2 separate regions of the Anas platyrhynchos genome follow, and region 1 is linked to region 2. Evidence: chromatin contacts called from public Hi-C data. All regions are on one chromosome and are shown on one strand. Each heading gives the region's core, a stretch centred on a gene start, on an enhancer-like site or on the middle of the called end of the contact. The rest is flanking DNA. Distances are from core to core; before and after follow the strand shown.

Evidence for each region. A called contact is a pair of places that touch in the nucleus more often than the background predicts.
Region 1: a Hi-C map of subcutaneous adipose tissue shows a contact between it and region 2, with 1.9 times the contacts expected there. The contact joins the enhancer-like site here to the promoter of FOXO1 in region 2. A contact is called at or near these places in 4 of 8 Hi-C or Micro-C datasets (liver, skeletal muscle and subcutaneous adipose tissue).

Annotation. Positions count from the first base shown.
Region 1 is chr1:179,941,070-179,946,107 of IASCAAS_PekinDuck_T2T, reverse strand. The region is part of intron 1 of FOXO1 (forkhead box O1); the gene reads right to left. Among named protein-coding and RNA genes, the nearest start is that of FOXO1, 56 kb to the right of the region's middle. Within about 2 kb of position 2,982, at least 5 of the 8 cell types and tissues checked have an H3K27ac peak or open chromatin away from gene starts, as enhancers often do. A contact at or near this core is called in subcutaneous adipose tissue, where this site is marked.
Region 2 is chr1:179,885,565-179,890,782 of IASCAAS_PekinDuck_T2T, reverse strand. FOXO1 (forkhead box O1) reads right to left here and starts at 2,982. Exons shown (of 3, transcript XM_005014856.6): 1 at 2,052-2,982. The coding sequence starts at 2,744.

The sequences.
Region 1 (5,038 bases), core at 1,733-4,232, 55 kb before region 2:
GCCATATTCCTAACCGTGGTCCCCAGTTATACATTCATCTGTACAAAAGGAGATACTTAACATGCTGAACATTACATACATTTCAGGAAAGTCTTTCACATCAACTCTCCTTACAAGAAAACCTGCTGCAATGAACAAGACTTCCACAGCATGCTAATACCCTTGCTTGCACAGTTTTGATTCTTTCAAATGAAGAAAAGATGCTTCTTTTACGGCATGTTTTTATTTGCTTTTGCAAACATACTCTCATTTCACTAGAAAACATAGGGGTAATTGTGAAATGGGAAAACATGCCAGTCTGGAAATATTTCTATCAGTGCACCACTCAGAAGTGGCTAAAACTTGCAGAGAGATGCCAAATTAATTTGTCTGCCATTTGGCAAGATCACATCTGACATTATGAAAAGTTAAAAGTACTGAAGTAGTTGATTCCTCATACAGGAGGAACTACAGATCCCCCATATAAGAGACAAAGTATATCAGAAGACAAAGACCACTGGAAATCTCATTATCAGCTTCATTCTGATGAGTTGAACCTGATTGCATTTATCAATTTCATTATTATTATTATTATTATTATTATTATTATTATTATTATTATTATTATTATTATTATTTTATGCAATGTTCAGGAATGCTAGATCCTGTTTTATGGTCCTTATAATGGGATCTCATCATGCACATCTCTAAACCCTGCAAACATGCCAGCCCATGCATATTGCCACTGAACATTGTGAGGCTTATATTACTTGTGTTAAGTGAGAAAAAACTTACAGAAATCAGTTGAGGACTAAGGTTGAGGACTAAGTTCGAATTTTTGTATATAAAAACCACAAATTGTCTAAGAAATCATGAGGCAGAAAGGAATGCAAATAGCACAGAAAAAAACTGCATTTAAGACTTCAGTCTTAAAGCCATCTTTCTCTTTCAAAATCAACATCTTAACAAGCAATGTTGACCCTTGTAATACCTGATGGCACAAGATATCTTGTGCCAAGACAGACCAGGGAGTGCTCAAGCTTTTCATTATCTCCTGCATTTCCCAAGCCCAGAATGCCACCTGTGACAGGAGCATCTCCAGAAATGGGTCTTCCTTTCTCAAAGATACTGCCAATATGCACATCTTGCCTCATTCTCAATACATCCAGCTGACAGAAGGAAAGCAGCAACAACCATAAGAAGGAGCCACACCAGGTGAAAACAGTCATCTAATGGGGCTTGCCTCCAGCCAGAGAGCTGAGGCTCAAACTCTCTGCCATGGCCATGGCACACTGTGGACTGTGGAAGCTCAATCGGCCAAAGCAGGCCTGGCCATCTGCAGAGCTCAACGGGAAAGCTTACTCTGAGGTCAAAGAGGAGACCTTCAGCATATGAAGGCAGCAAGAAGTCTGTAAGAAGCAGGACTGTAACACCTTATATGCAGCAGTACCCTGAGAATACCCCGACAAGAGCACAGCCTCACACCAAACGGGTCACAAAGCTCTCCTGGACAGCAGAAGATGGGGGAAAACAGCCTCGTGGCAGAGCGCGGTTCAACCAGCACAGCAGGGAGTCAAAGCATCTGCCTAACTTCAGAAGCCTTTCCAACCTCTCCTTTCAATCCAGAGAACCATCTTTAACAAATTATCCCAGTTAAATCAACACCAGTGACGATTTCAGCATTTCCTCATTTAATTTTGAAAGGAAGCCAATCTCTCTGATATTAACTAATTGCCACAGGACCGTGTCTCTTCACTGCTAACCCTGCAATCAAAAACTCATCTTCTATCTAGCGACAGGGCATTAGGGAAGGCCTTGAAATTTTATTTTCACCACATGTGGCCCTGTAAAAATATCATCTGGGGCTCGCCTCTGCATAGCTTTAGGCTTGCGAATGCTCAGTGACTTGCAGGGCTCAAGGCAAGCATCCGCCTTCCACCACCACCTGACGTCTTTGTAATGCAGTGTTAGCGCCGTGTCAGGAGGGTAAGCCCCAAAATCCGTCTCTGGACCTGCCCGTGGCTGTGGTTGTAAGGGCCAGGGAGGGTTGGGAGCCAGCCCCGCCAGCCCTTTGTTTTCACTGTAGGGCCACAGCTGAATTAAAGGCTGACACAATTCCAGATTTAGCAATGTCGCAAGAAAGTTGTTCTGCACGTCTGTTGATTAAAAAACCTCCTGCGCCAGTTCATTTTTTTATTGTATTTTGTAAACATACCCAGTTGGCTCAGGCTTACTGTTTACTATCAAAATAAGCATATCGAACATGCAAAACATCAGGCAGAGAAAATCCCATGCTAGTGCTCAGCTCCCTCTCCTCTGCAAAAGAAGTGTTAAATATTTAAGAAATTACTGCTATTCCTTAGTCATCAAAAATATCATAATCTGGTATTATTGTACTGAGGACATCTGAGGTCGCTCTTTGAGTAACAGAGCTGTCTCCTAACACTGCCAACAATGAAAAAAAAAATTTTCCTAACAGGAAAAGGTTTGCGGCCCAGAGCTTGTTACATAAATTCCTGTTTTTCACGCAGCCAGCAGGACATTAAAGAAGCTATGATTTACTAACTTGGAAAAAAGTGTTGAAGAGGTAAATCTTGTGAAAATATGCACTGCTGTTAATGATGTTGTGTCTACAAATCTTTGCCAGACGCAAACATGACCTGATAAAAAAGTATAGTTTCAGCAGTGGATCTTGGCAGCCGGAGGAGCGGCACCGCCAGCCGCAGCCCTGCCGCCTCAGCACGCTGCAAGACGCTTCAGACCGCGGCTTTCGGCAGGACTTTGAAGCAAAGTCTCTCAAATCCCACCTGAAGGATACAGAAAGCAATTGGCTGCATCTCCAGCCAGGTTTCCGTGCACCGGCAATGCATGCCAGGTCATTCCGAAAGCATCCCCGCTGGAATTTTATCAGACCCACGTTATGACTCCAGCAGGACTGCTGCCACCTGTGGGGTGTTTCCTGGGACTGAGTTTGTGTGTTTGAGACGAAGCTCTGGAAGCCTCTGCTCCTGTTTGGCCTTCAAACTTCATCACATACTTCATACTTCAGTCATACTTCTTCAGCAGAATGACTATCAGCTATGGATATGATTATCATTCCTTGCTGATTAAGAGCCAAAATATGCAAAACCAATATTTGCTAAATGTAGTGTAATGAGCACATACCAGCTAATAAAACTAATGAGGCCAAGAAAATGATTCATTTGAATATACACATTTATATCGTTCATCTGCTCTTCCAACATTTCTTGAAGCTGAACCACACTGTAAGCAAGAACACCCAGCTTGTTCTTCTAAACAACAAATAAACTCAAACTGCTTTATATTTTAAAACAATAAAAGTCTGAGACATTTAATCCCTGGGTGCCAGTAGCAATGCTGATGTCTAGTACTGTATTTAAACTCATGAGGTACCTATATTAAAACATGCAACCTAAGGTTACCCTGACTAACTGCTGAAAAAGTCATATCCCTCTTTAAATTGAAGTATATTTTCTTTTTTTAATTGGTTTGGTGTCTTACTAAGAAGAAACACTTGAAAACACAGTTGCTTTATTGAACTTGACAACATTGTAGGCTTTTACTTAAAGAGAGCCCAGAGAGTCACACTGGCCATCTTTTGTCCACTGCATTCCTTGGAGTATGCACAGGAGAGGGAAGCAGAGCAAGAGCTCCTGTATAACCCTACTGCCAACCTCACCAATAGCCCAGGCTCAGTGCAGACTTTTCCAGGATCAGACTGTGGATCTGTCAATGTCCAGGGAGCTGTGAGACTCATGTGTTGTAATTTCCCATTAAGGTCCATACTGAGCTTCCTTCACTCCCTGTTCAGCTACAGTGCTGTGATGGCCACCAAAAAAGGGAGAGCAAGGAATGGATGCAACGGTTGGTATTTTTTACAAAAACAATCTTGTATCACAGATCTGCTACCAAGCTGCAGATACTCATGTTATTGCAATAAAGCACACCAGAGCATCTCGGAAAATATATTCATCAGTAACTGTCAACAGAGGCAGAAAGACTTGACCTCTGGAGGAAGATGCAGTTGTAATGAAGTGGGAGACAGTAAGGTAAGAGGAATACTGCATCCGCAATACACAGGTCAAGTATTTGTATTAAAATCAACTGCCCCAGTTGCCTACCAATTTTTCACTCAGAAGACATTTCAGCAGTCCACTGCTTCCTATGCCTTATTCAAGAGGATGGTCTACACATGCTGCTAGTCAGTTTGCACTGCCATCAACTGAAATGGCTGCAAATGCAGGTTGGGGGCAGTACCTGAATGTAACTATCATATTTCTCCAAACAAGATCTGAAACAGATTTGGAACATGAAGAGGAACTGTCAGTAAATATGACACTTCAAGACTGCTTTTGCTATGACCCTCTCAGATAACTGTAAATGAAGGGGGAAAAATGAGGTGGAGCAGGAGATTGCTTATTTATTTTAATTAAGAGTTAGAGAATATTGCAACAGGAACATGCCTGGTAAGAAAGTCAGGCTTGAGGACTGGTAGGATGGAAGTTCATCGACTCATCAATTAGCATCATCACCATTGAGAGGTGCATGCCATGAACACTGTTGGCTGATACGTGTCAGTGACCAACATTACTGACATCTTACAGAAGGAAGCAGAAGCAACAGAGTCCCTCTGTGGAAAGAGCACTAAAGCAAAAGGGAGACCTCAGGATTTCCATATGCTGTCACAGAGTACATCAGACGCACCTCTCAAGGTCTGTGTCTTGGAACTCTTCAGCAGTTCCAGATGTTCAAATCACCTTCCTCTTGGAGCCTCAGCCACTCTACAAATAAGTCATAAAAAAAAAACTCCCAGGAAAGTATGCAAAGGACTGTCAGGACATGCTCAGGGCTCCTTCAGCATGAACAACCAGACAGCAGCAGGGGCTAACCATGGCAAGTGGCACCACGTGGCATCTGTTCAAGGCTGATTTAGACCATGCCTGGCAAAATAGACAAGTCTGCTTGGAATAGTTATGCTGCACCCACTTTGCTGTGCCTTCCAGCCATCTTGCCAAGTTTGCAGGGGCATGGTGAGGAG
Region 2 (5,218 bases), core at 1,733-4,232:
CTGAGCTGCCTGCCCATAATGTGGCCAAATAGAGGCCTGAGGGCAGTGTGTAGGCTGCACGTGTGTGTTTTTGGGGTACCTACAGCGCCCTGCCACAGGGTACGGCCATCCCAGGACTGTGCCAGCACCAGCTCTCCCCGCTGCAGCGCAGCGTGGGTGCACGGGCATCGGCAGCGTCCACTCCGCCAGGAGGAGGTGTGCGAGGCTTGTCAGTGGCTGAAGTAACACAGGAAGAGGAGCAATAAAATAAGAAACACCTAATAAGTTAGGCAGCTAGCAGAGCTCCCGATATGCCTGCTTGAACTTGGGAGTTCTTTGCTCTGATTTTAGTTTTGTTTGTTTTCCTTTCAGTTCTCTCCGACTCGCTCTGCAAAGGCACTCGAGGCGGCTTGCTTTATTTCTGACAGACTGAAACACCACTGGAAAAAAAACAGCGTTTTCAGGTGACAATTTACCTTATCTAAAAGTTGTCAGCTATCAATCATTCCCCTCCTATTAAGCCTTTTTCGTGAAAGATGTCTTCAGACAATTATCCTTTAAATTTTTTAGTCAAACACATTGATAGGAACTAACAAATTACTTTTTAAAAGTCTTAAAAGCCTTCAGCTGACAACGAGTTTCAGATCCATCTGCATTTCCCTGGCAGGGTGCTGCCCCCCCGTAAAAACATGACGTTGACGAAAATCTGACGTAACAATCCCTCCTAGCTGTGCATGTAAAAATCTATATAAATGCAGGATTTGACTTGGAAAAAAAAAATGCAAATATGACAGATACTAGAAGGCGAGGTGAGCAAAACTCGACGACCGGCAGTCCGACTGCCCCAACTGGAGCCAAGTCAGGAGCACAGCAGCACAACACGCCGATCCCACGTTCGGCACACGCACCCTGCACGTTTGCTGCCATCCTTCGCAGGGAGGAGGAGGAGGAGGAGGCTGTGCCTTCGTGCAGGCAGCGGGAGCTCGCTCTGACAGCGCTCTCACGCAACAACGGGGTGCCGAAAAAGCGGGCGCTCTGGGTCTGTTGTGGGTGGATTTGGGGTAGGGGCTGGGGAGAAGAGGGGCTGGGGGTGGTGACACGGGGATGGGGGTGACACGGGGATGGGGGTGACACGGGGATGGGGGTGACACGGGGATGGGGGTGGACACCACCACGGTGGGTGCCCAGTCCATGCAGAGCTGGGCAGCGCTGAACCCCCCCCAGCCCAACAGGTTCCTCACCACCGGTCCTCCCTGCCCCGGGAGCGCACAAAACCCCACAAATTAATGTGAAAGCCGCTCCCGCACGCCGACTTCAGCGCAGCCACCCAGGCAAAGCCAGCTTACTCATTAAACGCACGGTGTTTCTGCAACCCTTGTCCTGCCCCTTCTCCTTCCCCTGCCCCGTTTGCCTCTGTCCCAGCTCCCCGGGTCCCCCCCCCAGTGGTGCCGGGCGGTCCCGGGGGCGAGCAGCGCCCCTCGCACCCCGCCGCACGGGGGGGACTCAACACTGGCAGCCCCCAAAATCCCCCAAAATCCATCCTCTGTGCCCGGGGCCGGCGCCGTGACACGGCGTGAACTTTTGCTTTCGGCGGGGCAGGGCGGAGGGGGGGGAAGGCGGAGAGAGGCGAGCCCCGGCCCCCCCCCGTTCCGCTCCCGGTCCCGGCTGAGCCCTGCGGGGGTAGGGCAGAAGCGGCTCAGCGGCTCTTTTTTTTTTTTTTTTTTCTCTTCCTTTTGGGAATAAAATAAATGAAGCGCGGTGGGATAAAGTGAAACGGAGCGGGATAAAAGTGAAACGGAACGAGACGAGACGAAATGAAATAAGTAAAAGTAAATAAAATCAGACGAAATAAAACAAGAATAAGATGAAATAAAACGCGTTAGGGTAGAATAAGATGAAATACGATCAAATAAATTAAAACAAGAGGGGGGAAACATGAAATAAGATGCGAAAGGCACACGCACGCTGCAAAGCGGGCAGCGCAGCCGGCGTGTGCGGCGCCGAGCACCCCGCAGCCCCCCAGCCCCTCGGGGGGGGGGGGGTCCCGGCGGTGCCCCCAGCCCTCCCCTCACCTTCCAGCCGGCCGAGCTGTTGCTGTCTCCCTTGTCCTTGAAGTAAGGGACGCTCTTGACCATCCACTCGTAGATCTGCGAGAGGGTGAGCCGCTTCTCGGGGGAGCTCTCGATGGCCTTGGTGATGAGGTCGGCGTAGGACAGGTTGCCCCAGGCGTTGCGGCGGGACGAGCTGCTCTTGCGGGGCTGCCCGGCCACGGGACCCGGCGACAGCCCGGCCACGGCCGCGGGGGGCACCGGAGGCACCGGAGGCACCGGCCCCGGCGGGTGGAGGCGGCAGCCGGCCTCGGGCGCCGGGAAGTCCCCGCAGCGGCAGGCGGCAGCCTCCGGGGGACCGGCGGGGGGCAGCGGCCCGAAGTCCTCGCTCTCCTCCAGCAGGCTGAGGTTGCTGATGAAGTCGGCGCCCAGCGCCCCCGAGGCGGCGGCGGCAGCGGCGGCGGCGGCGGCAGCGACGGCTGCGGCGGTGCCGGCCGCCCCCTCGGGCTGCCCCCCACCACCTCCTCCTCCTCCTCCTCCTCCTGCTCCTGCTCCTGCTCCTCCTGCTCCTGCCCCGCCGCAGGACGGAGCCGGGCTGGAGGTGGCCGAGCTGGGGGGGTTGAAGTCCGGCCGCGGCAGGGGCCAGGTGCAGGAGCGGGGCCGCGGCAGCGGCTCGAAGTCGGGGTCGATGTCCACCAGCTGCGGAGCCTCGGCCATGGCGGGGCCGGTAGCGGGAGGGGGGAGCTCGGCGGAGGCTTTTGGGGTTGTCGGGGGCGGATTTTTGGGGTGGGGGCGGCTCAGCGCCCCATGCAGGCTCCCGGCGCTGCCCCGACGGCGCTGCCGCCGACTCCCGGCGCGGCTCCGGCCCCGCCGCCCTGCCCGGCTCCTCGGCGGCGGCAGCGACCGACTGGAGCGACCGCCCCGCGCGGGCCCGCCTCCAGCCTTCCTCCTCCTCCTCCTCTCCTCCTCCTCCTCCTCCTCCCGGCGGGGAGGGACCGGCCCGAGCCTCGCCAATGGCAGCGCCGCGCCGCCCCCCGCCGCGGGGCGGGAGGGTGCCGGTGCCCCCGGGCTGCTCCCGGGGGGGGGCTCCGTGTGTGTGTTTGCGTGTGTTTTGGGGCTGTTTTGGGCTTATTTTGGGGTCCCTCCCCTCGACGGGGAGCGAGAGCCCTTCGGCTCGAGAAGGGGGCGGCAGTCGGTGCCGTCCCGGCGAGGTGCGGAGCCCGAGGGGGGGCGATTGGTGCGGGGAAAGTCCCCAGGACGGCTCCCCAGGGGACCCTCGCCCCTCCTGTGGCCGCGGCCCCCCCGGCCCTGTCCCCGCAGGGCAGCCCCGGGCTGGACGCGCTCCCGGGGCGGCTGCCGGAGCTTCGGGGTGGGCTCACGCGAAGGTTTGACGGGCTGCGGCTCATTCCTGCCCCGTACTCATTTCCCTCCAGGGGAACCCAGTCCGCACCCTCCTCCCCAAAGCTCGTACCCCCTCCCCAAAGCGGTACAGGGTCCGGGACGAGCCCCCGCGACGTGCTGCCCCCCTCTGCCCAGCCCCGAAGCGCCCAGAGGTGCGTCCGAGGCGACACAGAAGTTTTCCATTGAAATTGAGACGTTCCCTCAACCTGGACAAGCCAGCTCAGGGATGCGAGTCCTCTCCTCAAACTGGCAAACCCAGTAGAAAATCTGCCTTGTTTTCGGTAGCAGAGGGCTTTTATCAACAGGCTGGGGGAGCCCCAAAAACCGCACCATGGCACTCGGTGTCCCCGTCCAGGGCCCGTTCCTCATCCCCCCGAACCAAGGCAGCGAGTGGAAGTGTTATTTAACTGCAGCCCGTTGTGCCTCTACCAATATTTTTCCAAAAAATCACTAGGAGGGAGAGGACGAAACTGGACGTAGGCCCACAGCGTGCAACTCAGTGCCAGGTCGTACGTCTGCATGCACGCACTGTTATGAAAACGCTTCTTAAGGCACGTGATGACACCCAGCTATGTACTCAGCGCACGCATGCACATGTGTGGAGTAACCGATCGAATCTGAAAACATCTTTTTTTGCCATGTTTCTTTCCCCAGATGCCAAACCTGGTTATTACAGGCTGGCTGCGTGGCAGTTCTCAGAGCTGCGTGGCTTTAAAGCTGCTTCTACATTGTCCGAGCCCTATGGAGGATTCAGCCCACAAGTCTGTATCGCTTAGCCCAGAGATTTAAAAATAGTAATAGCAATTATATGTATATATATATATATATATATATTTTTAATAGCAAAATAGTTCCTGATCGACCTAATAACATGCATGCCACGTTTCAGCTAGGAACAGCTTCGTCCCGCAGCGTTATCCAGCACCACTGCGGTCGCCCTGCAGCCCAGGCGAGCACCCCGGTGATGAGGAGCAGCAGGGACCACAGGATGCAGGTGTGCATGAGGGGAAGCCATGGCATGTGGCAATCAGGCACCTTCAAAAGGGAGCCAAAGCAAAAGAAGTGCCCAGGAGTACTGAAACATTTTCTCTTACTTTCCTGCCATTGGCATCTGAAAAAATAAAATAAAATCTAGGAGCCAGGCTGGCACCCATCCTGCTGAAGGAAATGGATTTGTAATCAGGCTTTCTTCAAAGGATTTTTTTTAGGTCTTGTGCTTATTGCTTTTTTTTTTCTTTCTTTCTTTCTTTCTTTCTTTCTTTCTTTCTTTCTTTCTTTCTTTCTTTCTTTCTTTCTTTCTTTCTTTCTTTCTTTCCTTTTTTTTTCTTTTCTTTTTTTTTTTTTTTTTCCTCTGGCCATAAATCTAGCTGTTATTCCCTGACCTCTATTGGTATACACAGATGTTGAAAAAAAATAGCTTTCCTAAGACACCAACTGGGCCAAGCAGGAAGAAAGCTGCTGTGATGGGCTTTCAGTGAGCCCTGGAGTGTCCTCAGCTCAGCATCCTCGTGCAGGGCAAGCACTGCCTTGCTCCCTCTTGGCCCTGCATCACGTTGCCATTGCTCACCTCCCCTTCTCAGAAGGGCCCTCGCTTGTGCCACAGGTCCCACGCCTGCTTGCAGCAGTAAATACAGTTAGAAAACAGCCTGCAGTGAGAGGTGAGGGCCGGCAAGGTGAGGAGCAATAAAGGCAGAGCGTTCACATCGCTGCCTTTGCTCAGCAAGCCAGGCCGAGCGATTCACAGTGTGGCAGGTTTCGTTCTGCAAGATGAGCATTGCAGGGGGTTTTGT